7 separate regions of the Mus musculus genome follow, and all the other regions are linked to region 2. The links are chromatin contacts, called in public HiCAR-type, Micro-C and promoter capture Hi-C maps. All regions are on one chromosome and are shown on one strand. Each heading gives the region's core, a stretch centred on a gene start, on an enhancer-like site or on the middle of the called end of the contact. The rest is flanking DNA. Distances are from core to core; before and after follow the strand shown.

Region 1 (3,963 bases), core at 995-3,494, 1.8 Mb before region 2:
TCATAAGAACAGAAAGAAAAGAGAGGATACTCTAGTGGCTATTCCTATTTGTCAAATTGACTATATCTGGAATGAACTACACTCCAGAATTGGAAGGCTCACCTGTGATCCAGATCTTGAGACTGAAAGACACATATTTCTGACCTGGATCTTTGGCATGGAGATCTTGAGGCATAGTGGCCATGAGAAGCTTAGGCTCAGGCAAGGTAGTACATGGCTTTAATCCCTGGAGACTGAGGCAAGGAGATCTCTGAGTTCAAGGTCAGCCTGGGACAAGGAAGTCCAAGATTCAGGGGTGGTGGTTTACCCCTTTAATCTGGGACACAACTTTCTGCTGGAAGCCTACATAAGGATATTGGAAGAAGGAAGATTCAGTCTTCTTTGCCTGCTTGCCTTGTGGGACTGAGCAACTGCTAGATCCTTGGACTTCCAATCACAGCTGCTGTTGACCATTGTTGGGGAGTTGGACTTCAGATTCTAAGTCATCAAAGACTACCCATAAGTTCTGTGACTCTAGAGAACCCTGACTAATACAGGTACTTAAGAGAGAACAGCACAGAGAGAAAAGAAAAAGGAGGAGGAGGAGGCAGTTTTGCTGGGACAGTTAGAGAGAGACAGGTTGCAGAGAGAGAACAAGTTAGACACAGGTGAAGTCAGAATCAGCCAGAGAATGAGAACATATTGTCAAAGTTACACTTTACCTGTATGTATACGAAGGTGCTAAATCCCCTGGAACTGGAGTACGGATTGTTGTGAGCTGCCATGTGAGTGTTGGGAATTGAACCCAGGTCCTCTGGAAGAGCAGCAGTGCTCTTAACTGCTGAGCCATCTCTCCAGCCCTGTGGGGTTTTGTTTTTATTTTTATTATTTAAATCTATTTTTTTTTAAATTAGGGGCTGGAGAGATGGCTCAGTGGGTAAGAGCACTGCTGCTCTTGCAGAGGGCCAAGGTTCTGTTCTCTGAACCCTTGTGGTGGTTCACAGCCAACTATAACTCCAGTTCTAGGGGATTTAACACCCTTTTGCCTGCCTCTGCCTTCTGAGGGCTGGGACTAAAGGCTGCACTACTACCTCCTGACTCTAAAATGATTTTTTAAATCTTATCATTTTAAATTAATTTTGTTACTAAACAATGTATTTTTATATTTTTATGCACACATGGCAATAATATATATTTAAAAATTTATTTTATTTATATATGCAAGTGTTTGTCTGCATGTATGTGTGTACCACATGCATGCATTGGCCACAGAGGTCAGAAGTGTGCATCAGAGCCCCTGGAACTGAAGGTATAAATGGTTGTGAGCCACCCATGTGGGTACTGGGAATTGAACTCAGGACCTCGGCAAAAGCAACAAATGCTCTTAACCACTGATCCATCTCTCTAGCCCCATGGCAATATGATTTGCTTCATTCGTTTTTACTAGCGTGTGTAACACAAACAACGCAAACTCTTGTTTAGGCTAAGCAGGCTCTCTAACACCGAGCCACACAGCCAGCCTCATTTTAATATTTGAGACAGCCAGCTAGCCTGAATCTTGGTATTTAGTCAGGTTGCCCTCTGTCTCAAGATCCCTCTGCCAAAGCCTGTAGAGTTCTGGTCATGCCAGCTGGGTTTTTGTTTGTCTTGTTTGTTTTTTTGTTTACTTATTTATTTGAGATAGGGATTACTGTGGGCTGACACCAGGACCCGCGGTGGTGGCGCACGCCTTTAATCCAGCACTTGGGAGGCAGAGGCAGGTGGATTTCTGAGTTCGAGGCCAGCCTGGTCTACAGAGCGAGTTCCAGGACAGCCAGGGCTAGACAGAAAAACCCTGTCTCAAAAAACCAAAAAAAAAAAAAAAAAAAAAGATCTATTTATGTCAGGCATGGTAGCACATACTTTTAATCCTAGAACTCTGGAGGCAGATCCCCTGGACACTTGTGCATTAGTTACTGGAAACTGAACCCGAACCAGGCTCGATCCCCAATCCTATCCAGGTCTTCTGGATCACAAAACACTCCTACAATCAGCAATACTGCCCAAAAGTCCCAGGTCCCAAGGTAAGGAACCGCCCAGTCCCCTCCTCCTTCCCACCCCCTCCAGTTCAGAGCTCTTTTTTTTTTTTTTTTTTTCCGTCAGGCTTTGCCCTGCTCTGAGCGCGGGCGAATCGCGCGTGGGCAGCTGGGGGCGGGCTCTACCTGGATGCTCCCACTGATTGGGCCGCTGTAGGGGCGGGGCGGGACCAGGCTGCGCTGGGGAGAGTTTAGTGGAGCTCCGGCCTCTGCGCGCCAAGTTTGGGTTTCCCCCGGACGTGGTGTGTCACGTGGTGGGGAGGCTGGTTCCCGGAGCACGTGCTGGGCTGTTAGGACAGCCCGCTGCGGGGTTCCGGCTGGAGGTGTTGCTGTGGTCACTTTCCGCGCGCTCTCCAGGAATTCGGCGATCCACTTGCCTCTGCCTCCCTAGTGCTGGGATTAAAGGCGTGCGCCACCACAACGCGTTTAGTCCCTTTCATAAAGACCGGAGGAACAGACGTTTACGGCCAGCTCCCGAAACCAAGTGAACTGGAGGCCACCCTGCACCAAGGGTTGGAACCTTTTCACAAAATCCACGCTCCTAATACAAGGTATGTAATTTCTAATCTTTGCGATTGTTTCTTTTTGTTTTGTTTGAGGTGTGAGTGTCACACATGCTGTCCTCGAACTTGATGTGTAGCCAAGGATGACCTTGAACTTCTAATGGTTCTGCCTCCACCTCACCAGTAAGAGCTATCGCTCTCGGTTCATGTGGTGCTGGGATGGAACCCCTTGGTTTATACATGTTAACGAAGCTTCCGAGGTTTGTCTGTAATCACTGCTTTTGATTTACTAGTACAACCCTGATTATCTGCAGTGCGTTACTCTATCTAGGGGACAGGTTGGCTTGTAGCGTTCTTAGCCCAGTGCCTCTATTTCAAGGTCTGGAAGTTAGGTGACCTTTGGTTAGCTGAAGCAAGCACAAATGTGTTTAATTGAGCCAGGCAGTTGCTGGACCAGAAACACCAGTTTAGGCTCCGTACAGAATACATTTAAAATTTCTTCCTTGAGGGGAAATTGAATGGAGGTGAGTAATTGTGTTACCCAGGATTCTGGGAAGCACCAAAAGTAAACAGGAGTTCACATTCTGCCTCTGTTATATGACCTTAGTTAAAGCCACTCCAAGGCCTTTGAGAGCCTCCTCTCTTTATAAAGCAGGGCACAGAGAGACTCGCACTGTTCCTGTCCCCATTACAGCCTAACACGTGGGTATGGACTTTGGCAGACCTATAGACAGTAATAAGGAAATGCTGTATGTTTTCCCCAAAGTTAGCTCAAAAACGACAGTTCAGCAGCCAGGGCTCTGCAGAGAGACCCTGTCTTGGAAAACAAAATAATCAAAAGTCTATAGTGTGAAGATCTTCTTCCTAAGTAAGCCCTAAGTAAGCCAGGAGTGGTGGTGGCACACGCAGGAAGATCTCTGTGAATTCAAGGCCAGCCTGGTCTACATAGAAAAACCCTCTCTAAAAACATAAAACTAATGCCCTGGCCTGGGTATTGTGGTGTATGGCCTTTAATCCCACCCAGCAGACAAAGAGGTAGAAGTAGGCAGAGTTCAGTGCCAGCATGGTCTACATAGTGATTCCAGGATAGTTCTATATGGAGACCTTGTTGTTGTTGTTGAAAACTATTAAATACCTGACTGAGGCTAGGCCTGGGAAAGCAGCTTGGTTGGTAGAAAGCTTGCCTGGAATGCAGGGAGCTGGGTTCAGTCCAGCATCCCATGAAACTAAATGTGCTGAGGCGTGCCTATAAGCTGAGGACTCCTGAAGTGGGTGGGCCAGAACTTTCAGGCTCTTCTCTGCTATGCCAGTTCTGTGCCTGCCTGGGCTACATGAAACCTTGTCTTTAAAATCAATCAATCAATCAATCAATCAATCAATCAAGTATACACTAAGCTTCTTGAGCT
Region 2 (3,749 bases), core at 113-2,612:
GACACCCTCTCTGCCATCAGCCTCCTATTTCACAATCATTTCCTATTTCACAAGGTCTCTTTCTGGTAACTCCACACCTTTTGGGATAAAAGGCCTAAGGGTAACTGCTTCTCTGAGCTTTTCTTTCTCTTTTCTTGTGTGAACCCCTATGCAAGAGAAACTTAGTGTTACTTAAGCTGATCTGTCTTGTCTGTTGTTCAGACAGTGAACTTAACAGGACAGAGGACAAAGGTTTTCTTTTTTGGCAATAGAGCAGCTTTAGTGTTGTCCCTTCAGGGCTTATCATGTCATTCGTGGAGAGATGTGGGTCTCTTTCAGCACCATTAAGGGGTTTGGTGGCAGGGGGGTAAACCTGCCAACCAATCATCGGTAAACCGGGTATGGACGAAACGAAATGAAAAATTACTGGGACGATCTCTGTTTATAAGCTTTTTAAGTTTATAAGTTTATAAGTTCACCTTTGTGCTAAAGTCCAAAGTAAAGGAGACTTGGTGCCTGGTTTATTCTGGTCACCCAAGTTCATGCAGTGATGGGGACACACTGGCAGAGTATCAACTCTGACACAGGCCAAACTGTTGATCTGACAGCGGGCCCCTTCACAAGCTCTCCAAGCTGAGTCTGGACTGACTACCAACACCCGGTTTTCCCCAGAATGCACGTGCATCTCATCCTGGAATAAGACAGGCTACAATCCCGACCCCGTCACAGGATCAAGTTAACTGTAACTCACACTTCCTCAACTCAGGGCAGGGCAGTAACGGGACATCCCTTCGCACCGGGCACTGGCCGGCTGCACCCAATGGAACGCACCTTGAGGTCGTCCGCCGCCTCCTGCAGCGGTCTCACCCGGTGAGTCCAGTGCTCCGAACGCTCGCAGATGGGGCACAGCAGGCTGAGGTCGTCGCCGCAGAAGGTGGTCAGCGGCTCGCGGTGCGCCGCACAGACGCCCTGCGGGACCGGAGAAGGCGGGTGCAGGCGTCGTGCCATTTCTGCCATTTTGGCGAGCGGGCGGTTGGGCCGTAGGTTCCTCTGCGCCGACAGCTCGCGACACTCGGGGCACGCGTATGGGCCCTCGGGCTGGCCCCAGCAACGTCGGATGCACTCGCGGCAGAAGTTGTGGCCGCAGTCGGTCATCACCGGGTCGGTGAAGTAATCCAGGCAGATGGCGCAGGTGGCCTCCTCCTGGAGGTTGGTGGACAAGTCTGGGGCAGCCATGGTGCTGGCGTCTGCGCCTGGATCGAGCTTTTCGTGGTGCACCGGGATCGGGCAACTCCGCCGCGAGAGCGCAGTGGGAACGGGCCAGGAGCAGGTAGCGGCACTCTCAGCCTCCTGGGTAGTGGGTACATCCGGCACTAAGCTCTCAGACTTCCGCCGGAAGAGAAACCACAGCGGAAGCAGGAAGCTAGTTTTTATTATTTTTTAGAACCCGTTTGTTCTTGGGTTGGCCGCTGTGTATCGGGGCTCGGGGTCGGAATCGAATTATAGTGCAAGAGATCGCATTTTCGCCTCTCTTGCGGTGACAAGTCTCCGCAGGTGGTGTCCCCGCACCCCAAGATCCGGATGCTGCAAACTTTGGCCATGGGTTCTGTAGCTAATCTCTTGTGCACTGTGTAAACCTTTCTCCGGTCAATACAATGGCCAGTGAGCTTAGGCAGGAAATTAGAAGGTGTGATGCCTGGAAAAGAGAGGGGCCGGGGTGGATGCCGGGATCGACACCGACGCAAGTTTGGCCCCAGAACGCTGATGGAGATAGCAGCAAAAACTGAGAACCAGGTAACCAGCCACGTGTGGCAGAACTTAGAATAACGGGATGATTATGCACGAATCAGGAAACAGTCAAAGCTTATGGTGGTGACCGTCTGCGGCCACAACTTCTGCCGCGAGTGTATCTGACGTTGCTGGGGCCAGCAACTTAGAAAAGTTGTGGACAGCGAGTGCTAAACTAGAAAGCCAGGCACGGCTTCTCTCCCGTAAGATTTCCCGTAGCGGCGGGCTGAGCGCTTGAGCGGCCGTCTATAAGCAACTGGGTAGCGAGCCGGAACGCACTCCAGCCTGCGTCTGCAGCGGCCCGGGTCTAGCACTCCCGCGGCTGCTGAGTCAGGCAGCGGCCGGCCACGAGCCTCTGGCGTGGCCCGCAGGCGAGCAGCTTCTCAGAGCTGCACGAACCAAGCGCAGTTTGCGATCCAGAGCTGGGGCACATAGGCCTGGCTTTCAGCCGGTGGCTGCAGGTAAAGACCTAAAGCCATTCTCGAGCAGCAGGTCGGAAGGGCCTGCAGAAAGATGGAAACAATGGGGGCAGCCTCCTGAACTGAGCTGAGGGGTTGAAGTTAGCCACCGTAGACACTTGCTGGTCTGTGGAGCCTGCAGACGCACTAAAGAACAAAAGGAACATTTTCCCGCAGCGGCTATGGGACTAAAAAGCCCCAAACTTCTGAACCGGTAAGGTATTAAGTTTGAAAACAATAAAAGAGGAAAGAGACTAAATATAAAACATCGTAGACAAATATAGTTTAAGTTGGTAAATCGAAGTTTTTAAGGAGATAGAGATTAAAGGGAAAATATCTTCTATGATAAAAATGGAAAGAACTCAGTGGCACAGGGCATCTAGAGTCTGTATAATTTTTGCTATAGTTATCAGCATATAAATAATTTTTTTCAGTAACGATAACAAATTTTCTATATCTTTTTAAAGAGAGATCAAAAGAAAGCAAACTTAGATAAGGAGAAGACTGGAAGATGTAGGTTACAGGCCTTAGAAGAAAAATTAGAAAAAAATATAAATAAAAATTAGGAAAACTCTAAAGTAGTAGAGATACGACGAGAAAGATATCTGAAAAATGAAGACAGGTCATAGAAGAGAAATTGGAAAGATTTATAAATAAAAATGAAAATACTAAGATAGTAGAGCTACAAGAAGAAGAAAATATAAAAAATGGAGATGGGTCTTAGGAGAAAAATTAGAAAAAAAATTATAATTAGAATTGAGAAAGATACTGAGATAGACAGGGGAAAGAAGGCTAAAACATTCAGTACCACCTTGGAACAAGACTGAAAAGGGCAGTCTACATCTGTTAAAAAACCTAAAATGATTTTCCAGACTTGATAAAGGAATTGGGAGGAGATGAAAGAAATTCACAGGGTTATCAAGAATTTGAATGGCAACTTCTAGAAGCACAGGATTTTAGAACGCTTAAGGAAGCAGTAATGAGCTATGGCTTACATTCACCATATGTAATAACTGGGCCACACAAAAAAATCATATAATTCCAATCAAATGGAGAGATTTGATGCCAGCCATCTTAAAGCCTGGCCCTCAATTGCAATGGCTGAGGTGGAAAGATGAGGCTTCCGTGTGGGGCAGTGAAATAGGATGGAGGTGCTGATGGTGTCGGCCATCAGTTACTAAGTGAAGGACTGTTCTGGATTGAGAGTCCAGATTACCCTGACGATGCCGTCCTACAACAGAGCCTTACAACAGGGTGGAGTTCAGTCTTTTACAAAGGTGACCCAGGGCCCAGATGAATCTTTCACTGGCTTTTTACCAAGGTTAACTCTATCTCCAAATAGAGCAATATCAGATCCAACTGCTAGAGAGATTTTAATTGAATGTTTCGCTTTTAAAAATGCTAATGCTGAGTGCAAAAAGGCTACTGGACATAAAAGGGCCAGATTTGTACCTCTTTATAAATGGATGAAAACTCCTGCGGATATAGAGTTTAATACCCAAATTCAGTTATGGTGGGACAAAC
Region 3 (4,142 bases), core at 1,190-3,689, 1.5 Mb after region 2:
GGGCTTAGATTCAGGACCTTCCCACCTCATTTTCTTTCCTCTGTAGTCTGAAATTAAGGAAGTTGCCACTGTATCTTTAACTCAGTAGATAAAGCCCATCACGGTAACCCCATACACAGCTTAGAGGGAATCCACTGAAGCCTTCCAGTTTTGTAACGCCAAAATTATAGGATTATATAATTTAGTGGTCAGAAGAATGGGCTCTGGAGTTACACGTACCTGGTCCTTGTTCTGAGTGAAGCCCAGTCTGGAAAAGCCTTTGTTTTCACATCTACTGAATGGGGTTAGTAACGGTAACAATCCTGGAATGTCTGGAAGCATGCATGGATGTAGGTACATTACAAATACATGCTATTGTCATTATTACACTTTTTAAGATACTTTCCAGTTAGGTCCTACTGTATCTGCCTAGATCACAGTCCTTTTACCCCATCTGGGTACCACACTTATTTAAATCCAATCTAACCGCTTGTGATATATCCAAATACTGTCTTTCAAAGAAAAACAAAATCTATTAGGAGACTTCTCACTATTTAGGAGATAAGCTTAAAACTTCAGATAGCAGTTGTAACACTCTGGGAGTTCAATATGTAGGAACAGTGCACACGTGCACAAACTGCCTGAAATAGTTTGTAATTTGGTATGGTCTTAAGTTGCACCTTTATCACTTGCTCTGATGTGCTCGAGGCCGCTTAGTTTCCATATCTGGATGCTGATTCCATTATCATCCCCTTCTTTGCCTAGAATCATACAATGTTTCCAGTCCCCACACAAAGCTTCAGTTACGTGTGTCTTACTCTCTACTGTCTCTAAACTGTCTTCAACCTCACATTCTGGTTCTAGTTGTTCCTTTTGCTTATCATTTCCTTTCCCCAGTAACAGCTTCCCATGAGAAATTAGAGAAACTGTGTTTCTGAGAAAGGTCTCATGTAGTCCAGGCTGGCCTCGAATTTGCACTCCAAGGTAAACTTGAGCTCCCCTCCTGCCTGTACCTCCATCTGCTAAATGCTGGGATCACAGACCTGTGCCAGTACTTCACCTGGAAAATAATCTTTATAGAAATGTCAGTTATCATTTAGTGACTTACCATTTTAAAGCTACTTCTTTTTTTGAGAGTAGTTTTGATTTCTTAAATGGAATGTACTGGCAGTAGTAATCTATTTAAACAAAACTCTTCAAAATTCTTGGTAAGTTTAAGTGCAATGGACTCTAAGACCAAAATTTTTCAGAATTGTCACTATAATACTAATGGCAACATGTAAAAGACAAGACAGTTACTAGTGGCCCAAGATACATTCCTATACATTTTTCCTTTACAAAAGAAAACCAGAAGAAATCTTTTTTCTGGTTTATTTGTTGGACCAGACGTTTTTGTTTGTGACAGGATGTGGTTACTTAGCTCTGGCTGGCCTAGAGTTCACAATGTAGCCAAGGCTAGCCTTGAACTTGCAAATCTTCAAAGGAACAGGCATTTAGTAAGGTCGTAGAGAATATCAGCATACGGAAATGTAAAGAATTACTATTGAAAGTAAAGTCAAACATTTGAAGGGTTTTAGGAAGTGGCAGTTACATCTGAACACTGATGTAAGGGATTGAACAGAGGAGGGGAATCTGTTCCTTTTTTTTTTTTTTTTTTTTTTTTTTTTTTTTTGTGCTCAGGATCAAACCCAGGGTCTTGCACATGACAGGCAAACGCACTCCCACTTAGCTATACACCAACACAACACAACAGCGAGACACTCGAAAGCAAGTCTTTAGGGTTTCAGGTGCCCCCCCCACCCCATATTTTAACACAATTTTGCTTAATGTCTTCTTGGATAAACTGCCCAGGGACAAATGAAGCGATGCACTGCACATCTAAAATTACAAATCAAAAGCATATCACTCTCCTGCTTAGAAACTATCAATTACTTCCCATCGAGTTCCAAATTTTAAGTCAAACGCCTGGTCACCGACCTCACAAAGACCCAGTGCCCAAGTTCTCCGCCCCCCCCCCCCCCCCCCGTCTCCCTTTACTATTTATTCAAAACCTCTACTCCTCCTCCCTACAGGCAGGCTTCCCCCTTCTCACTTCCTCACTCAGTTCCGTTCCATCACCGCATTTAAACTTGGACGAAAGCACTTAACTACCCCCTCAGATTCCGTTGTTTTGATGGTGGTGGTCTCCCTTCCTCACCACCTTTGCAGTGAGCTGAGAGCAGGGCCCGCCCTGAATTCCCAGTTTGTGTCCCGGATCGTCGCTGGCCCTCGAGTATTCTGGAAATACCTCATGGCGGAACCCCGACACCCACACCCAGCCTTCACGGAGGGCGGACATCCTGGCATCCCCCGTGTCCAGCTTCAAGCATCCTTTACCTCTCAGGAAGCCACCGGAGCAGCGGATTCACTCACCTCTCTGCAGTCAGCGCCTTCCGCCCTAGAGGATGCTTGACCCGGAAGTACTCCTCGACGGCGACCCCGCCTCCGCGCTGAGGTCAGGAGTACTTCCGCGACGGTCGGGTCGGATCGGCGAGCGAGCGGCGGTGGCCGCGGTGAGGGGCGGTGTCGGGGTTGTGGGGCTTCCGGGTGAGGGCGGCGAAGGCTGGGGGGTCTCGGGGTCACGGGTTGAGGGGCTGCAACGCTTCCAGCCATGTTTGGTGGGCTTGCCGGCCGAAGGGCTGGAGAGCTTGTTTACCTGAGGCCTGGGGGTGGGACCTGCGTGCGGACGTGCGGAGACGAGAGACCCGCCACGTTAGCTGGGGAGTCGCCGCAGCCTGCAGCTGGGGCTCCCTGTCGCACGGACCGGCGGCAGCGCTGACCCCAGGCTCGGCTTCCAGCTAGTCAGCCACGCCAGCCACGCCGCCTCCGGGTAAAGGCGATGGTCACGCGTGTGCTCTGGGCATATTTGTGTCTCGACTGTGAGGCGCCTTGTTTGACTTCTCCAGTCACCTGGATTGTTCTCCTCCAATCAGGAAAAACCATACCCGGAAAACATTAAATAGTACAATTCCGTATGTCTGGTATGTGTTTAATCTTACTTATAGGAACGGTGGAGAGGGACATCACCACTCACGAATCTTGTCTCCTGACTCAGCCTAAACTCTTGGCACGTCCTCGATGCTTATTAAAATCTCTATTGTGCAAGTGAAATAATAGGGACAGCTGGAGTTTACTAATCGGAATGTTCTAGTTTCATAAAATTTAAATGAACGTATGCAATATGTGCGTTCTATTTGCTTACATAGAGCAAATCGAGAGACTATATATTATATGTTGTAACTCGGAGAAAGAAGAAAAAGGTAGCTCTAAAACAGTGTCTATACAGCTGCAAGAACACCTTCTGAACTTTGGGCAAGCATGTCGGTGTCTTTTTGTTAGATCAGCCTTTGGACTGACAGGGGCAGAAATTGCCTTACATATCTTCTCTGTCTCCAGAACTGGGTCCATATGCAAAAGGTTCTTGCCATGAATAAGTTAAACGAGTTATTTTTCTATTTTTCTGAGTTAGTTTGCATGGCAATTGGTACTTGTGTATGGAATTTTTTTTTTCTATGAGTTTTTGGGACAGTTTAATATATGCATATCGTGTACCCATAGAGTCTAGGCAACACCTTTTTTTTTTTTTTTTTTCACGTGGAAGAGGTTTTATTGGGAGGGAGAGACAAGATGGCAGCAGAAAAAGAAGAGGAGAGGAGGGAGAACACTAGGCAGCATATTCTTGGTCTACCTTTCTAGCCTGTCACCCTTGCTTCTTCCCTAATAGAGACATGACTCTAGGGGATTATATCATGGCTCCCTGACCTTTCTTCTGTGCTGTCTCCATACCCTTTGTTTGTTTACCTTCCTGTTGCTGTGATAAGATACCCAGACAGAAACAAGGAAGGCGATCTTATTCTGAGTCACAGTTCGCTTGTCCAGTGGCAGGAAGGTCACGTAGGAAACTGGTCACTTTGCACCCACAGTCTAGAAGCCGAGAGCAGGGAATGCTTGCCATCAGCTGGCTTCTCCTTTTGACACCTTCCAGGATCCCAGCCTTTGTCATTGTGCCACCCACAGTAGATGGGTCTTCCCGAGTCTGTTAACCTCAGCAGGACAGTCTCCACAGATGTGCCCAGAGGACTCTCTGGTGGTTCTAGGCATATCAGTTTGGCAACTGAGATTGA
Region 4 (3,775 bases), core at 965-3,464, 1.2 Mb after region 2:
TGGATAAATGGAGTCTTTACTGCAACAACAAAACCATCCAGATGTGAGCACTGCCAGCAGCCCACACGGGAGGCAGGCACCGTTTCCATGTGGATAAACTCATCCCCAGTCTCGGGATCACTTTCACTCCCATGTGTGATTAGCAGGGGACACCTGAGGGTTTAGCCAGCTTTGCTTCAGAGTAATCTCATTCATTCATTCATTCACTCACTCATTTATTTACTGACAAGACATTTGTAAAAAGGAAGGTCCCAATCATAAAAAAACAAAAAACAAAACCCAGCACGATTTCAAATGAGCTGGATTCTACTGGTTGACTAAATAAAACTGAGTGTGCAAGAGAAGAGTCTAGAAGAAAGGATGATGATCTTATTTATTATAGACGAATGAAAACTGGGTGTAAGGTTTGGAAGCAAGCCAGGCAATAAGTGGGCTTAGGAAATTAGCCAGCTTTTAAGTGCAGTGTGCTCTTGGCGCCATTGCTTCCTACCCCCCCGCCCCCAGCCTCAGTTTCTGCCACATCAGAAGTGTAAAGATCGGCTCCCTTTCCCGCTACCAAGCAATGTCTGATTTCCCCAAACCGTTGAACAGTAATCATTCAAACTCCTGAATATGAGAAGTTCCTTAACTCAGTCTCAATTCCTAACCTGGAAGCTGCCACTCAGGGCTTGCAGCAACAGATGTCAAACTGAAAAGTTCTTAACCGGTTGGCAGTAGGCACATCTTGAGGACCAGAGTAGGTGAAATCACTCAGGAAGTTTCTTATAATTAGCCACAAGGCATAGGGCAATCTCATTCCATTTTAAATTTGCACCTCTCCACCTCCAACGGCATTACCAAAGATGCTAATCCCCGCAAGAAAGCTGATTCCCCGCCCCCTTCAATCACATCCACAGCAAATCATTTAAGACCCGGCCTTGGCCTTATTTCTGCCACATCTCAGAAAAACTCATTCGCTGCCAGCGAAGCGGGCTCTGTGTTGCGCTGCAGAGACCGGAGGCCGCGGCAGACAGGAAAGTCGCGGCCACCTTGCTAGTGTCTGAAAGAGCGACAAGGTCCCTGGAGGGAGGACGAAGTTGGAGAAGATCCTCCCGGTTCCCTTGTCACCTCTTTTGCCCAATTCTTGCAAAAGTAACCCACCTCTCTCTGCTCTGCTATTCGGCGCAACAGTGACAGCTGGAAACTGCTGTCGCTTTCCCAGGCAGGGAGAGTGTGCCAAGCCCTCCCTGGTTTCCCAGCCCACCCTCGGGGACGCGGGCAGCGTCGCGGAGCACCGAGCGGCCTCCAAGAACCTGAGTCCCCTGTTTTGCACAGACTGCGCGGCGAGGCCCACCGCGCGGAGCGTCCCCGGGGTCCCTTCCCGCGGCCCTGCGCTATGCCCCGAGACTCACGCTCTTGTCTATGTCCAGCTTGAGTTTCTTCTGCGAGATGCTTTTCTGCACCCTCTTGCTGAAGGAGGCGTTGCCCGCGGGCCGGACGCAGCGCTCGCCGTCCGCGATGAGGCAGCAGCTCTGGCCGTAGCCCGGGGCGGCGGCGGGGGCGGCAGGGGGCCCTTCGCGGCTGTCCTCCTCTGTGCTGAAGCCGTTCATCTCCCCGCCCCGGCCCGGCCCCTCCGGGGGAGGACCCCTGTAGGCCACTCCGCGGCTGCTAGCCCCGCGGGGCAGCTCTTCGCCAGCCCCGCGCCCGGGTCCCACGGTGCGCCCTGGGTCAGGCGCGCTCCGAGCTCCGCGAGGCCCGGCTGCTCTGTGCTCCTGCAGCCCGGGCCCCGGCGGGGATGCACACGCCGAGGCTCCGGCCGGGGCTCACGAGGCTTCCCCCGGGATCCGGGCCCGGCCGCCCTGGGGCTCCCGAGGCCCCCGCCGGCTCCCGCCTGCTCCGCGCCGCGCGGCAAAGTCTCCACCCCGTGGCTCCCCGCGCGGGGGCCCGGCCTCGAACCTGCCGTGTCCGGGCCCCGCGGTGTGCTCGGGCCGCCCCAGCGCCTGGCCGCTCGGCGGCGCCCCGAGTCCCCGCGGCAGCCCCTGGGCCGCCCCGGCCGCCGCCCGCCCGACGCGCCGCACCACAACAGTGCGCTCCCCCGCCCGCCGCGGCACAGCGGAAGTCCCGCCTCTGTGCGCTCAATGGTCGTATTCTTTATGTAGGCGGGGCCCACGTCGCCGCTGGCAGTTCCCATTGGGCGCCATCGCTGCCGGTCTCCGGTGCCAGGCTACTTCCTGGACTCTGCTGGGATGGGTTCAAAGTAGAGAAAGTGCAAGAGGGAAGAGTTACCCGGGCTAGAGAGGACAGCGGGCCGCAGGTTTAGTCCTGGTTGTGGAGTGGGATGCTGAGATGGGTCTGGAGGGATGCAGGATGTTCTAGGCCGTTAGGATGGTAAATAGGGACCTCGCTCCGCGAGGGATGCTGAACGGGGTCTGGAAGAATGCAAGATGTCCTGGTCCGGGCCAGGAATGGTGAGCGAGGTCCTCTGGCTCTGGGGCGAGATGCTGTGTTAGGTCAGGAGGGACGCGGGGCCTCCACCTCAGGGAGTGGTGCTGAGCGGGATATGGAGGGTCGCAGGGTCTCCATTCCGGGATGGGATGTTGAGCAGGTTCCCAATCCCAGCGCGGGATCCTGAGCAGAGGTCCGGCTCCATAGTGGGGTTGTGAGCAAGCCGGTTATGGAACGAAATGCTAAGCCGGATCTGACAGGCCGCAAGGTCTCCTATGTTGAGTGGGGTCTGCGGGAAGCAGGGACAGACTTGCAGCAGAGATCACGTTCGCAGTGGACTGAAGCATCGACGTGCGGAGGAAAACTGAGGGACAAGGGAAGGGTATGGGAAGGAGACCTTAGGGAGAAAGTGCTGCCAGGAGAACAGACTGGGCAAAACGGAAAAGCCTGGGCTGGAGGATCTACGCGGCAGCGGGAGACAGGGTGCATGGTGTGGGACATGAAGCTAACGAGGAAGTGCATATGCGCGTAAAGAGGCACTGAGAGACAGGAGAGGTCGGACAGGTGAACTAGAAATCTTTGAGTACAGCGGGCACCAAGGAAGAAGGGACTTAAGGAGGAGAGCCCAGCGTCAGAGCAACCCTGGCCTGGGTTGATCTTCAGGGTGGACTTTGTGGGCTGAGGCAAAGGTGAAAAGCCCTTAGGCCACCAACGGAGGACTCACCTTCAGACTTGTTAGAGACTGATTTGTAGTTTTATTGCTTCAAGCTAACTCAGACCAACCCGGGAGGAGGCCACCGCACCCTGCCAAGACCAGGGTGTCACCTCGTCCTTGATGCAAGGACACAGGGAATTTTCTGAGGGTCGGGTCCTACAGTCAGTAGTGTTGTGGGGGAGAGGTATGGTTATGGGATGGGTGTCCGGAAAGCTCTTAAATTCTCTCCAGAGGTCTAAAAGTGCGTTTGTACAGTTTACTTTTATTAATTTCACACAGGAGACAGTATGTTAGAAAATACACCTACCAGATAAAAATTTAAGGCCACTGTGGGGGCTGAGGCTGTAATTTGGTGGCAGAGTGGATCAGCACACTCGAGGCTCTGGATTTGTTCCACATTACTACTTAAACAGGATGTGGCGGCACTGGCCTGTAGTCCCACCTTTCAGCAGGAAGATCTGAAGTTCAAGGGCATTCTCTCTCTTTTCTTAAAAGAATTATTTATTTATTTTATGGATATGAATACACTGTAGCTGTCTTTGTACTCACCAGAAAAGGGCATCAGATCCCACTACAGATGGTTGTGAGCCACCATGTGGTTGCTAGGAATTGAACTCTGGAATAACAGTCAGTGCT
Region 5 (3,621 bases), core at 229-2,728, 1.8 Mb before region 2:
GAGTTCCTCCAAGGTCTTCAACTTCTTGTCAAAACACTTGGTGGACTTTGCTTTGATGAGTTTGGGGGTGTAAGCCGGTCTGCAGGTATAAAGGTCTGCATTAGCGGACTCCTCAGGATTAGAGGTAGTGGATACCTGGTCAGCCTGATCCTGGGTATGCTCTGTATCACCAGGCTGCAAGTCAGGGATCTTCGTCTTCTGACGAGGGTATGAGCGGATCTGCCTCAGCAAATCTTGATGTTCGATGATGGACTTCTCCACATTGGCCAGTTCATTGGCTTTCTCAATCGCCTGAGAAGAATAAAAACCCTTGTCGTTGGCTTTCTTCTGGATCTCGGTTTCTGTGTGTAGCACTGTCCTTGTGTAATCCAAGTCTTTCAGCTTTTTTTCAAGTTCCCCAGCGAATGCCTTCCTGTTGCCCATCTTCAAGCACTCAGATGCTTTGGAAAATTCGGCCGAGAGCTCTTGGAACTGCTGCATGATTTTATGCTGGTCTGCGGAGATATAAGCCATACAAAAGGGCCTCACAAAGCCCCTGGCCTCCAGGTCGTACAAGGTGAGGTGGTGCACATATGCAAAGGCCCCTTCCTTAGAGTCTCCCAGTACCACTTTAGAGTCTTCCACAAAGTTCAACTTGGGGTAGGCAGAACCGGGAGGATGGCCTACGAATGAAGCCTGGTAATCCACCGACATAATCCGCAAAGAGAAGTAATTAAGATCAAAAGTGCCAAAAACTTTGGTGTCATTGGGGATGGTAAGCAAGGGCTGGGGTCCCACCTGCTCAGAGAACTCGGAAATGAGGATGAAGTCCCTGGAGAACTTGGCCCCAGACAGTTTAGACCAGGGGTTTGCCCCCTGGCTGGCATAAGGAAAGAGAGGGACTGAGTACTCCTCAGGCAAAGCGGGCTCATTGTAAGGTTCTTCCTCGTATTCATCTTCCTTGGTGAAGGCCACCACATCAGGGGCGCTGATCATATTTCCTGAAATATGGCAAGCACATTGAGAGGAAATGGAAAATAATGTAGGGTTGGTCGGAGGGAGAGTCAGGCCTCTGGATGCGAAAACGAAGTTCTTGCGGCCTTCTTTGCACTTCCGGGGATCCTAAACTGCCCTGTCACACAACGAAGAACTCGAATTGCCGCAGACTCTCAAGGTTTGGGACCTGTGATGCCCTGGGCAAGCCTCATGAACTCCAAAGCTGCAGGTCCAGATGACGGAGGCTGGCCATTCTCCAGCGTTTGCCCGGGCCGGCGCAAGGTTCCTGAAGCTAGGTCACCAGCACTCCCCGGAACCTACCGGCGACATCAACAGTCCCAGCTCTGATCGTGTCATTAATCCTCGCCACGGGCTACCGCAGAATCAGTCAAATGAGTCTCCCCACGACCTAAGGGCAGAAACTGTCGCCGCTCCTAGGACCGTACTGTCCCAGGGAAGCTACCGCGGCACCGCCATCTTGGTATCACATGACTCCCCAGCATCAGCGTCGCGTGACCCGGAAACGCCCACACAGACTTCCAAGTTAGTGGCGCCTTTTAAGAGGCCCTGCCAATCAGATCTTCCAGAGGACAAGTCCCGTTAACTACCCATTGTCATAAAGAAAAGGAAAGTAGAATACAGTGGGGTGGAAGGGAGGAGGAGAAACGGTGTTGGAGGAACGTGCACAGGGCATGAGGCATTCTGGGAGTTGTAGTTCAAGGCTGCTTAGTGGCGCAGTGGGCGGAAGTTGTCTGTGAGCGCGAGTTTAAGCGAGACTCGGACGTGTGGGTTTCTGATCGAGGCGGCAGTTGCCTGGAAAAACTGCATTTATTAAGGTGGCTCTCACAGTTCCTCGTGGCTTTTCCTCTGGGTTCTCCAGCATGCACGGGCACCCGTGGAGTTGCTGCTGGAGCAGGACCTAGGGAATGATCTTCCCGGTCACCCTCTTAGCGTTTCAGTGGCACCGACGGCCTGGAGGCCGTGCCCTGTCCCGCGCTGCCATGGAAGTGGCCTTCCGAGGAGTGCGAAAAGTTCTCTGCGTGGCGGAGAAAAACGACGCTGCCAAGGGGATCGCCGACTTGCTGTCCAACGGGCGTATGAGGCGGGTAAGAAGCACTTGGGTTCTGCTTCCCTGAGGAACGCCCACAAAGTCCGACAGCGCGTTGGGTACCGGGAGCCCGGGCGAAAGCGACTCCGCCTATTTTGCGAGAGGCCCCTCCCGGCCGCCCTCACTTCTCGGTTTCTCCCTAGCCTTCAGGCTTTTTGTAAATGTAAAACCTTTTCACGCTTTTGATAGACCTTTGCTCGCCGGATCTGTCTGCTCGGCTCACATACCAGTGGAGCATTGCTCTCCCTTCTTTGGGTCTGGAGTGTGAGAACACGTGTATTTTAAAACTCTTCCTTGGTCAATCACAAGTTCAGTAGTATTGGAAAGCGGTAACCAACTCCTTTATCTTGGCGTTCAAGCCTTACTTATGGAATCCTGTCCCTGCCTTCTGCAGACCCTGTGACTAGGGTGGTGGCACCCTAGGGGTAACACTTAGGTTTAGGAACTAGAGAAGTCAATTACTACTCCTATAGACTGATTCTAAGATACACGAAAGATAGGATTGTCTCCTGACAAAACGGAGGTGAGAAGGGTAAAACCCCAAGGACTGTTGCGTTATCATTCAGCTGGAGGCCCTTCCTAGGAGCTGTTCCCTTTTCTTTGCAAACAGTTGGATCTCCAGACCTCTGCCTCCAGTTTTAAAATACCCGGAAGGGGGAGCCAAGGTTAGGTGGGCGCTGGCCCCTAACTACTTCACCTCTTAAAAATGTCTTTGAGTAATAATTTTTTCTTTTCTGTTTTGGAGACAGGGGTCTCACGATGTAGCCCTGGCTGTCCTGGAACTTGCTAAGTAGATCAGGCTGGCCTTGAACAATGGAGATCTGTTTGCCTCTGTCTTCTAAGTACTGGGGTTACAGACTGACATTCAGCCTAACTACTGCTTAGATCTCTCTCTCTTTTATTTTTTAATGTCTATGGGTGTTTTCCCTACATGTATGCCTGTGTATCAGACACATGCCCACCGAGGCCAGAAAGGGTATCAGATCTGGTTGTGAGCCACTATGTGAGATATGGGAATCGAACCTAAGTACTCTGAAAGAGCAGCAAGTGCTCTTAACTATTGAGTCATCTCTCCAGCCCCTTAAATGTCTTTTTTTAAGGAGCGCCCCCTGCCCCCCATACACGCACACACTTGGCCGGGGATTCTTTTCTCCCTCTCCCCCACCCCCTCTCTTTCTCTCGATGGCTAGTTGGTTGGTTTTTGGAGACAGGTTCCTCTGTGGTGTAGTCCTGTTTGTCCTGGAACTCACTATGTAGACCAAGCCAGGGCTTCTGAATCCTGTACCATCACAACACTTAGAAGGCATCTACAGTAATGAGACTGCCAAAGCTGGAATAAAAGAGATTGTTGCTGCTTTGTCCATACCATTGAGTAGATTGGAATTGAGTCTTTAAAACTGTATTTTATTCAGAGGGCTGGCAACCCTAGAAGACAGCTTGTCTCCAGCTGGCAGGTTATATAGAGACAATGGGGGTGAGGTAGAGAATGAAAGGCGGTCAGTCGCTTTGGAGTTCAATCGTGCCCCCTGGTCAGCCAT
Region 6 (3,891 bases), core at 997-3,496, 1.0 Mb after region 2:
CCCCTGCTTTTACCTCGCAAGAGCTAGGATGATAGGGACCACCACACCCCACTCTGGAGAGGAGCAGTCAGATGAACCCACTTAATGGGGAGACTCATATGGCAATGAGGTCTCCAGGGCCCTTTTCCAGACAGGCACCCTGGGTTCCTCCCTTCATTTTACAACCCTACACTTCTCTCCGGAAGAAATTGCCTGTGCAACTCTCTCCTTCCAGAGAGGGCCCAGCCAGCGAGCTCAGGAATTATTCATTGAATTCTCAGGTTTCTTATTAGTACAGTAATGGGTTCCTGGGACTGTGGAGTCAGCACGCCAGGGGAATTCACTCAGGCTTTGGAAGTGCAGCAGCAAAGCAGGTTTCTGTCAATTGCTTCTTTCTTTCTGAGCATTCTTCTCTCTCTCTCTCTCTCTCTCTTCAAAACAGGATTTCTCCTCTGTAGCCCTGGCTGTCCTGGTACTCTGTCTCTCTCTAGACCAGGCTGGTCTCAAACTCAGAGATTCGCCTACCTCTGCCTCCCAAATCCTGGGACTAAAGGTGTGTGCCACCACTGCTTCCCATAACTCTCTTGCTTAACCTGTATTGAAATATCTTTACCAACCCCAGCTCTCTGTAAAAAATTATTTCCCCCCATAAACAGGTGAGACCACTAAATGTCAGGTAAAATGTGTGTATGTGTGCACATTAGCTGATCCTTAGCACAGTGGCTAGATGAGTCAGGTTCATAGATGGTATATGTAAGCCAGCCTTGGTACATGCCTGTGGCTTGGCATTTGGGAGGTGGAGACAAGACCTTTGAAAGTTCTGAAACAGCCTGGCCTGTCTGTAGCTGGGGGTTCTAGGCTTGCTACATAGTAAGACCCCCATGTCTAATAAAACAACAAGAAGGTGGCGTGCGCCACCACCGCCCGGCAACAAATAATTGTAAAAGTAATAATAAATAAAATTAAAAATAAGGAACTCTCACTTAAAGATCCTACTAGATGCCGGACGTGGTGGCGCACGCCACCTTTAATCCCAGCACTTGGGAGGCAGAGGCAGGCGGATTTCTGAGTTCGAGGCCAGCCTGGTCTACAAAGTGAGTTCCAGGACAGCCAGGACTACACAGAGAAACCCTGTTTCGAAAAAACAAAACAAAAAAAGAAAAAAAAAAAAGATCCTACCAGGAGACACCTGTTCAGTCTTATTATTTCTCTGAAATAATTCACTTTGTTTCCAGTTGAATGGGTGAGAATAGGCAGAGGGTAGAGTTGGCTGGCTCTTCATGCCAGGACACACCCTCCACCTCCCCACCCCCCACCCCGGGCCAGCCACTCTGCACCAGAGTCCAGGAACCCAGGGCCTCACCACCCTAGTCTAAGGCCGCACTGCACAACTTCAGCATTTGGAGGCTGGAAACCACCCCACCCTACTACCTCAGCACCTGCTTCTTCCAAGATGAGAAGGGTTCCACATCCAATGCCAAGTAAAACAGCCATTGTCTGTGCAGCCCTGAGACCACAGTCTGGATCCGGAGATGATGATCATGAACCAGCCAGTGACGGCCACATCGATGGTCAGTTTACGCGCCCTTCTTTCGTCTTTCTCAGTCTTGTCTCCACTGCTACTGCAAGGAAAAGTGTGGGAAGCAGCTACCTCGTGCTGGCTCCCTACCCTCTTCTAGAAATACACCTGAAACTGTTCTGTCCTCTAGGTTAATTATGGAACCAAACTATTTCACAATTGGGGCTCACTGTAACTCCCCTCATCAATTTCTGCCACCCATTTTTGTCTTCAATTTATATAGGAAAGGAGGCAGCCCCGCGTGATGGCACAGTCCTGTAATCCCAGCACTTGGGAGGTGAACACGCCCCCCACTCCAGGGGGTGCGGAGCGAAACCGAAAACAGGCTACCTTTATTGGAATTGGGAATGTAATTTTCTCTACTAAATATATGTTAATACTGGCAACTGGTCACACTGTATGGAGCAAAGATGAGGTGCAGACCGTATGTGTCCATGAGCTTCCTAGGTGCAATGCCTGTCCTGGACAACCGCTCACGTTCCGTTTGCACTCTGGTAGATCCATCCTGCGTAGGAGATCTTCCAGAGAACATATTAAAGCAGCCTTAGCAGGGGCGAGTCGGGGCGATGGCCAGCCCCAGGACAATGCTGTGACTGAGCCCCCGCTGAATTTCCCGCTCTGCTAGCCGCTCTCTGGGGCTAGAGAGCGATGACTCAGCCCGAGCCGAGGATTGGGGATAGGGGTGGAGAACCGAAGGAACGAAAGCGAAACCAGAGGGCACGGGGAGTAGGGGAGGAAGGACAACAGGACTCCTAGATCAGGAAGCTAACCTAGGCAGGAAAACCTAGAGAGAGGGCACGAAGAGAGCTGCAGGGGTGCTGGGTACCACACCTCATCTACATTCATCTACATTCATCCGCATCCCCGCCGTGTGCACGCGCCGCCCGTGGCCACACCCCCCAGCCGCACTGCCTTTGTCAGGGTGGATTGGGCCTGCTTGGATAATCATCCGCTGCAGAGGCCTGGGGAATCTGGCCTGAGCCTGAGTCTAGAGAAGGGTAGACTCAGCCGGGTTCCCAGGGGCGGGCGGACAGGCCGAGACGGTTTACCCTGCGCACCACAGATGGGAACTGAAAGCCAAACAGATCTGCCTCCTGGCTGAATCTGGAAGGCACTGGCGAAGTTTTCACAGAAATTTTTTTGTAATGTAGATGAATGGGTTTGAGAACAGCCTGGTCTACACAGTTCCAGGTTAGCTAGAGACCCTGCCTCAAAATGAAATATAAAGTAGGAAAATTAAAAGCAAACAAACAAAATCCTTAAGGCCAGGTGTATGCCTTCAGTAGGGACAGTTTGGTCTACAGGGCAGAGGCAGGAAGATTGCTGGGAATTTGAGGCCAGGTTGGGCTACATTGTAATATGAGTTAAAAAAATAATAATAACAAAAAGATGAAAATGTATCTAGGAACCATAGCGTTTTGTGAATCTAGTTATTGATTTTTTTTTCCAGACAAGGTTTCTTTGTGTAGCCTTGGCTGACCTCGAACTCGCAGAGACCTTTTGTGAGTTCTGTCTCTCAAGTATTGGTATTAAATCATCACCATCATCACCATCATCATTATCATCGGTGTTTTGTTTGGATATATTTGTATGTGTCCCTTGCATGTGTGCATGTGTGGTGCCTGCAGAGATCAGAAAAAAGCACGGAATTCTGCTGAGCTGGAGTTAAAGATGGATGTGAACTACTTATATGGGTTCTGGGAACTGAACCCTGGTCCTCTGGAAGAGCAGCCAGCGCTCTTACCTGCTGAGTCATCTCTCCAGCCCCTTATTTATTTATTTATTTATTTATTTATTTATTTATTTAAGACAGGGTCTCATATTTTTATATCGGCTGGGGGCTTTCACCTTGTAGCTGAAGATGACCTTGAATTCTAACACTCTAGTCTCCTCTCCAGTGCTGGGATTACAGGTTTGTGTTTGTTTTTGAGTTTGTGTAGCCCTGGCTTTCCGGGAACTGGCTCTGTAGACCAGGCTGGCCTTGAACTGAGATCTGCTTGCTTCTGCCCCCCTGAGTGCTGGGAGTACAGGTGTGCACCAGCACCCATCAGGGATTACAGGCTTGATGCCAGTTTGCTGTTTTCTTGGCTCATTTTGGCAGTCTTCCGTGGAGGATGAGGACACAGGCCCTCCCAGCTTTGGAGGAGCAGGAAGGTACACATGTTTTGCCCAAAGCACTCAGCATGCATATGTCAGCCTCAGAGCCCTTACCTTACTAAGGGGAGGCAGGAGGCCGATGGATAACTGCGCCTACCCATGTGATACATCCAGTAACGAGCAGTCGGGTCCGTAGGCGCCTTGCCCTCTTCTCTGCTTTCGCAGTGGGCCCCATC
Region 7 (4,020 bases), core at 842-3,341, 2.0 Mb before region 2:
CTTAGAGTTTTGGTGAATGGATATTGTCAGTTTCCCACTACAGCTATCTCCAGACCCCTAAAAGGCTACAGGGATTCTGGCCCAGGAAAAAGCCTCCACCCAAACCATCCAATACCATGTTACCTAACCTACAATCTGCAAACTCACACTCAGAAGAGAGGCCCGGAACGTCCAGTGCCAGGCCTCAAGTCACCAAGCACATGAAAGCCCATGGTCTCTCCCTATCACTCACAATCTCTCCGGCTGTGATCTGCAACTGCAACTTTTATTTTGGTGAGGCATCTCTTGCCTGGAAGAGCTGAAATGCCTCCAAAACAAACACTGCTTCCAAACCCTTCCTGAGTGGAGCAGCATCTAATTTCCTGGTTCTCAAGTTCCACGAGGTCTGCACTGCAAGGTCCTCCCCAGCCACCTCCCCCAATAAGTGCCTCCCTAGTTACTCACAGAAGTTGGGCAATGGTCAGGGATCTGGCCTCCCACTTATGTAAGATGCAATTACCCCGTCCACTAGGCTCCTGCAGGGCCATGGAAGCCAGCTGTAGGGGACCCAAAAGGCCCCCGCCTGCTCAGGACAACCTGACCAGGACCAGGACTCCTGAGGTTGAGGTTTCCTAGGTCAGAAGGAGAGAAGGCCACCACTGCACAAGTACCCTCTTAGGTGCCCGCCATCCCTGTCCTCTGTGCTCTGCAGCTGCAATCCAAAACTGGGCCCAGCGTTGCAGCAGGAAAGCTGGAGATAGTCAAGGAAGTGCAACAACTATTTGCCCCTGGGTACCTACTATGTGCTGGGCGCTATGCTGGGTTCTCGATCATCTCAGACGTGCTTGCTTCAAACCACTCTACATTCAATCTCACATCACGCCCCTAATATCCATTTCATTAATAAGTCCTAGACATGCCCAGAGACTAGCCAGGTGAAGCAGTTCAGAATTCAGAGGGTCAACCCATTCATATCTCCAGGTCCAGCTTGGAAATCTTTTCTGCAGATCAACCCTACTGAGTCTCTGACATGTCAAAAAAAAACATCCTTCTCTCTTCCTGGAGAAAAAAAAAAAGCATTCTGACCTCCAAATCTTGTCCCCCTCACTTCCCATGACAAATGCTGCTGCTGCAGCCCACGCAGCACCACTGCCACCTCACAGAAATTTCCAGGAAAGACAGTTAATTGGAGAAGGACAAGCTTTGCACAGCCAGCCCCTGGCCTGCTGCTAGCCCAAGGACCAAACAGCACGTCTAAGAGCAGACTAAGAAACACTAGGTGCAAGAATCGGTCAGCTCGGGAAACTCAGTGAGAAGACTGCAACTGAGTAGCAGGTAGCATGGGCAGAGCTGCGAAGTGGAGACGCCAGGAAGTTCTACAGGGACAGCCTTAGGGAGGAGTGCAGGCAGCCAGTGAGCAGGCCAGCAAGACATGGGGCAAAGGAGGATTCACAAGGATGGAAGGAGTTGGAAGAGTGGAGGAGCTCTGAGTAGACAGGTTTCCGGCATTGGGAACACAGCCCTGGGGCCCAGAGTAAATTCCAGCCTGGACAAAATCCAAGAGCCTGGCCTGAGAGGGCTAGAGCAGCCCAAAGACCCTCTAGCAGGGATCACTGAAATCCCTGAGTCCAGGATGAAGCCCGGAAGCCTAAATGAGGAGCTCACGGTGAGGCTACAGACTTGGGAGTGGAGCGAGAACTAGGTCCTGCCTGGGTGAAGTCCCACGGCCTAAGATCCGGATTCCAATAAGGTCCCGTGAGGTCCCGGGCTTGGGCTGGACCCAGTCCTGGGTTGGAGTGCAGACGTCTGTGCCCAGCCCGGAAGGGAGCCCAGGATCACGGGCGGACTCAAATTGAATGTGGCACGGGCCGCGCAACAGGGCGGGAGAGCCTACCTTTGGTCTGAGGCAAGCTGGCCGGCGGGCTCGCGGCGGGCGACTCCATGCTGCGGACCGTCGCGGCGGAGAGCACTAATCTAGAGGACAGCAGACTACACCGGGGCCGGGCGCGCTCATGGCTGCTGGTGGCTGGCAGCGGCGGCAGGCGATGGGCGACAGGCGACACAGACGCGACGGTTCCAAGCGTCCGAGGCGGGCGGCGCCAAAGCCACACTGGGCAGCGCCGGACGCCTGCCGACGGCGCCACGCAGGCCCCGCCCATCGTACTGATTGGCCCGCCTGAAAAGGCCCCAGCCTATCAGACGCCGCCCGGACTGTCACGCACAAACCCCACCCTCCAAGAGCCGGAATCCAACCCAGCTTTCCCCTTAGTACAGCTCGGCTCCGCCCTCTTGCCGTCTAGATGACTGCCCTACCCACTCGGGGGATTGTGCTGGCGTGGTCCTGGGTGCCCCAGCCTGTGCCCCCCTATGGCACAGCGTGTGCGGGTCGCAATCTGGAAAATCCCAAGATCTCTAGGGGGGCAGGGCAGGGCCGATGTGCTCCGTGGGGTTAAAAGTGTTCCCTGAGTGAGACTAGACTCCTAAATGGCTGAGCCATACCGAGGATGAGCGTCCATGTGCTCCCCTGAAGAGAGCGGCGACCACCGGCTTGCCTCCTAGGGCAGCAGGAAAAGAGCGATCCCACGGCGGGCGCGTGCCAGGTGAGTGTTCACCGACTGTGGGAAAGAGTTTACTGCGCCTTGCTGAACGAGCACGCGTTTAAGTCCAGCCTCTACAAGCACCTGGCACGCCAGCACCTAGGGAGCGGGGAATTCAGTGGCTAACCTTTGCCTAGTGACAAAGTAACTGGTTGTAACATTATAGCAGCTCCACTCTCCGGGCTGGGGAGTAGTCTCCGATTAAACAAAGTGTCATTCCAAACACTGAAATACCTTTTGCCAGCCTTGACTGGGGTTCCATCTCGGCCGTCGGTCGCTGAGCCTCTGTCCTCACACTAACCAGGAATCTCTGGGGTCGATTGGAAAGTCAGGTCTAGTGAGGGCAAGAAGCACAAGGTCAAGGAGTCAGTCGGAGCTGGAGTAAGTCTTAGCTCTCTGGCCAACACTCAGGCCCCGAATGCCTGGCTTGCATATTTGATTTCTACCGCAGCCCTCCTCCCGTGCCACGTGCCCCTCCCCATTAGGAATCCTGAATGTCTCATCCTCTGCTGAATCCCAAGGCTTAGCCCAGAGCCATGCACATAGTAGGTGCCTAAGAAATATTTAAGGAATGAACAGAGGAAGTAGGAAAAGCATGCCACAGACATGGGTAAAGTGACTAGTCCCGTGCCAGGCTCTTGGGCACCAGGGTGACTCAGACAAGGCCCTCAAACAGGAGGAGTTTAATGGGTTAGTCAGAGAACTTGACAAACAGCCCAGGGATCACAGACTCCATGTGGGGTGCTATAAATAGATACAAGAGTCCTAAGAGGCCCTGCCTCACCTGGGTGGGGTCAAAGAAGGTGACCTTCCTGGACTAGTCATCAGAAAGAGAGGTAAGAGACCATCCTTGGAAGAAACAGAAAGGCCAGGGCAGGGAGTGGAGACCTGCTCAGGAAGCCAGGCTAGGCTGCACCAGCAAGCCAGTCAGCTGCTGGAATGAGGGGCATGATGGAAGACTTTTTCTCTCTGGCCACCTCTGCCAACAGCATCTGTTACCCTCCTGTCCCTAAGTGTCACAGTTAGCTGGGGGAAGTTCATGACCACTCAGAAACTGGCCAGAGCACTAGACTCAGATCCCAGCAGGCCATCTCTTACTCTGACTCCCGGGAGAGCAGACCCCTCTAAGGAAAGCTGAGGTTGGGGATGGGAAGGGTTCAGCCTGTGTTAGCATGTGACTGTGAGTTGAAGAAAGGGGGTGGTCCAAACCTAGTGTGTGGGGAGCAACTCACTGGTTGAGCACACACTGTGGATGTAGCATTGTGGGATCAACGACGAACAAAACAGACACAACGCTGCTCTCAGAAAGGAATGGACTTCTGGCCTAAGTGAAATGATAGGGTGTCTCAGGTTGACAAATGCTGTGGAAAAAAGGGGACGAGAGAAGGTGTGTCTGGAGGTGGGAGTGTGATTTTAGTGAGGGCAGTCAGGAAAAGCCTCCCTT

What was found. Promoter capture Hi-C pulls out the DNA fragments that hold promoters and counts their contacts. Hi-C and Micro-C count contacts between places; a contact is called where the count stands out from the background. HiCAR-type assays count read pairs that join an accessible place to other places.
Region 1: a promoter capture Hi-C map of liver shows a contact between it and region 2, with 2.5 times the contacts expected there. The contact joins the promoter of Shmt1 here to the promoter of Trim11 in region 2. A contact is called at or near these places in 2 of 39 promoter capture datasets (both in liver) and 1 of 9 other capture datasets (liver).
Region 3: a promoter capture Hi-C map of neutrophils shows a contact between it and region 2, with 4 times the contacts expected there. The contact joins the promoter of Mfap3 here to the promoter of Trim11 in region 2. A contact is called at or near these places in 2 of 39 promoter capture datasets (neutrophils and pre-B cells).
Region 4: a Micro-C map of the G1E-ER4 cell line shows a contact between it and region 2. The contact joins the promoter of 2010001A14Rik here to the promoter of Trim11 in region 2. A contact is called at or near these places in 1 of 39 promoter capture datasets (pre-B cells) and 1 of 484 Hi-C or Micro-C datasets (the G1E-ER4 cell line).
Region 5: a promoter capture Hi-C map of liver shows a contact between it and region 2, with 3 times the contacts expected there. The contact joins the promoter of Smcr8 here to the promoter of Trim11 in region 2. A contact is called at or near these places in 1 of 39 promoter capture datasets (liver), 1 of 484 Hi-C or Micro-C datasets (B cells) and 1 of 115 datasets of contacts at active chromatin or transcription factors (thymic regulatory T cells).
Region 6: a contact with region 2 is called in a HiCAR-type map of astrocytes, with 3 times the contacts expected there. The contact joins the enhancer-like site here to the promoter of Trim11 in region 2. A contact is called at or near these places in 3 of 39 promoter capture datasets (hippocampal neurons and liver), 1 of 484 Hi-C or Micro-C datasets (CD4 T cells) and 2 of 115 datasets of contacts at active chromatin or transcription factors (astrocytes and pancreatic cancer cells).
Region 7: a promoter capture Hi-C map of pre-B cells shows a contact between it and region 2, with 3 times the contacts expected there. The contact joins the promoter of Map2k3 here to the promoter of Trim11 in region 2. A contact is called at or near these places in 2 of 39 promoter capture datasets (liver and pre-B cells).

What each region holds. Positions count from the first base shown.
Region 1 is chr11:60,809,546-60,813,508 of GRCm38.p6, reverse strand. Shmt1 (serine hydroxymethyltransferase 1 (soluble)) reads left to right here and starts at 2,244. Exons shown (of 12, transcript NM_009171.2): 1 at 2,244-2,605.
Region 2 is chr11:58,975,706-58,979,454 of GRCm38.p6, reverse strand. It overlaps Trim11 (tripartite motif-containing 11), which reads right to left and starts at 1,362. Exons shown (of 6, transcript NM_053168.2): 1 at 811-1,362. The coding sequence starts at 1,215.
Region 3 is chr11:57,516,962-57,521,103 of GRCm38.p6, reverse strand. It overlaps Mfap3 (microfibrillar-associated protein 3), which reads right to left and starts at 2,439. Exons shown (of 3, transcript NM_180599.1): 1 at 2,392-2,439. Fam114a2 (family with sequence similarity 114, member A2) reads left to right here and starts at 2,460. Exons shown (of 14, transcript NM_026342.3): 1 at 2,460-2,531.
Region 4 is chr11:57,799,906-57,803,680 of GRCm38.p6, reverse strand. 2010001A14Rik (RIKEN cDNA 2010001A14 gene) reads left to right here and starts at 2,214. Exons shown (of 4, transcript NR_131042.1): 1 at 2,214-2,447. It overlaps Sap30l (SAP30-like), which reads right to left and starts at 2,044. Exons shown (of 4, transcript NM_001081168.1): 1 at 1,392-2,044. The coding sequence starts at 1,589.
Region 5 is chr11:60,775,382-60,779,002 of GRCm38.p6, reverse strand. It overlaps Smcr8 (Smith-Magenis syndrome chromosome region, candidate 8 homolog (human)), which reads right to left and starts at 1,478. Exons shown (of 2, transcript NM_001085440.1): 1 at 1-1,478. The coding sequence starts at 975. Top3a (topoisomerase (DNA) III alpha) reads left to right here and starts at 1,638. Exons shown (of 19, transcript NM_009410.3): 1 at 1,638-2,081. The coding sequence starts at 1,902.
Region 6 is chr11:57,961,121-57,965,011 of GRCm38.p6, reverse strand. No RefSeq gene overlaps it. Among named protein-coding and RNA genes, the nearest start is that of Larp1, 46 kb to the left of the region's middle. Within about 2 kb of position 2,246, at least 400 of the 459 cell types and tissues checked have an H3K27ac peak or open chromatin away from gene starts, as enhancers often do. A contact at or near this core is called in astrocytes, hippocampal neurons, liver and 1 more, where this site is marked.
Region 7 is chr11:60,930,125-60,934,144 of GRCm38.p6, reverse strand. It overlaps Map2k3 (mitogen-activated protein kinase kinase 3), which reads right to left and starts at 2,091. Exons shown (of 12, transcript NM_008928.5): 1 at 1,874-2,091. The coding sequence starts at 1,922. Map2k3os (mitogen-activated protein kinase kinase 3, opposite strand) reads left to right here and starts at 2,278. Exons shown (of 2, transcript NR_027800.1): 1 at 2,278-2,579.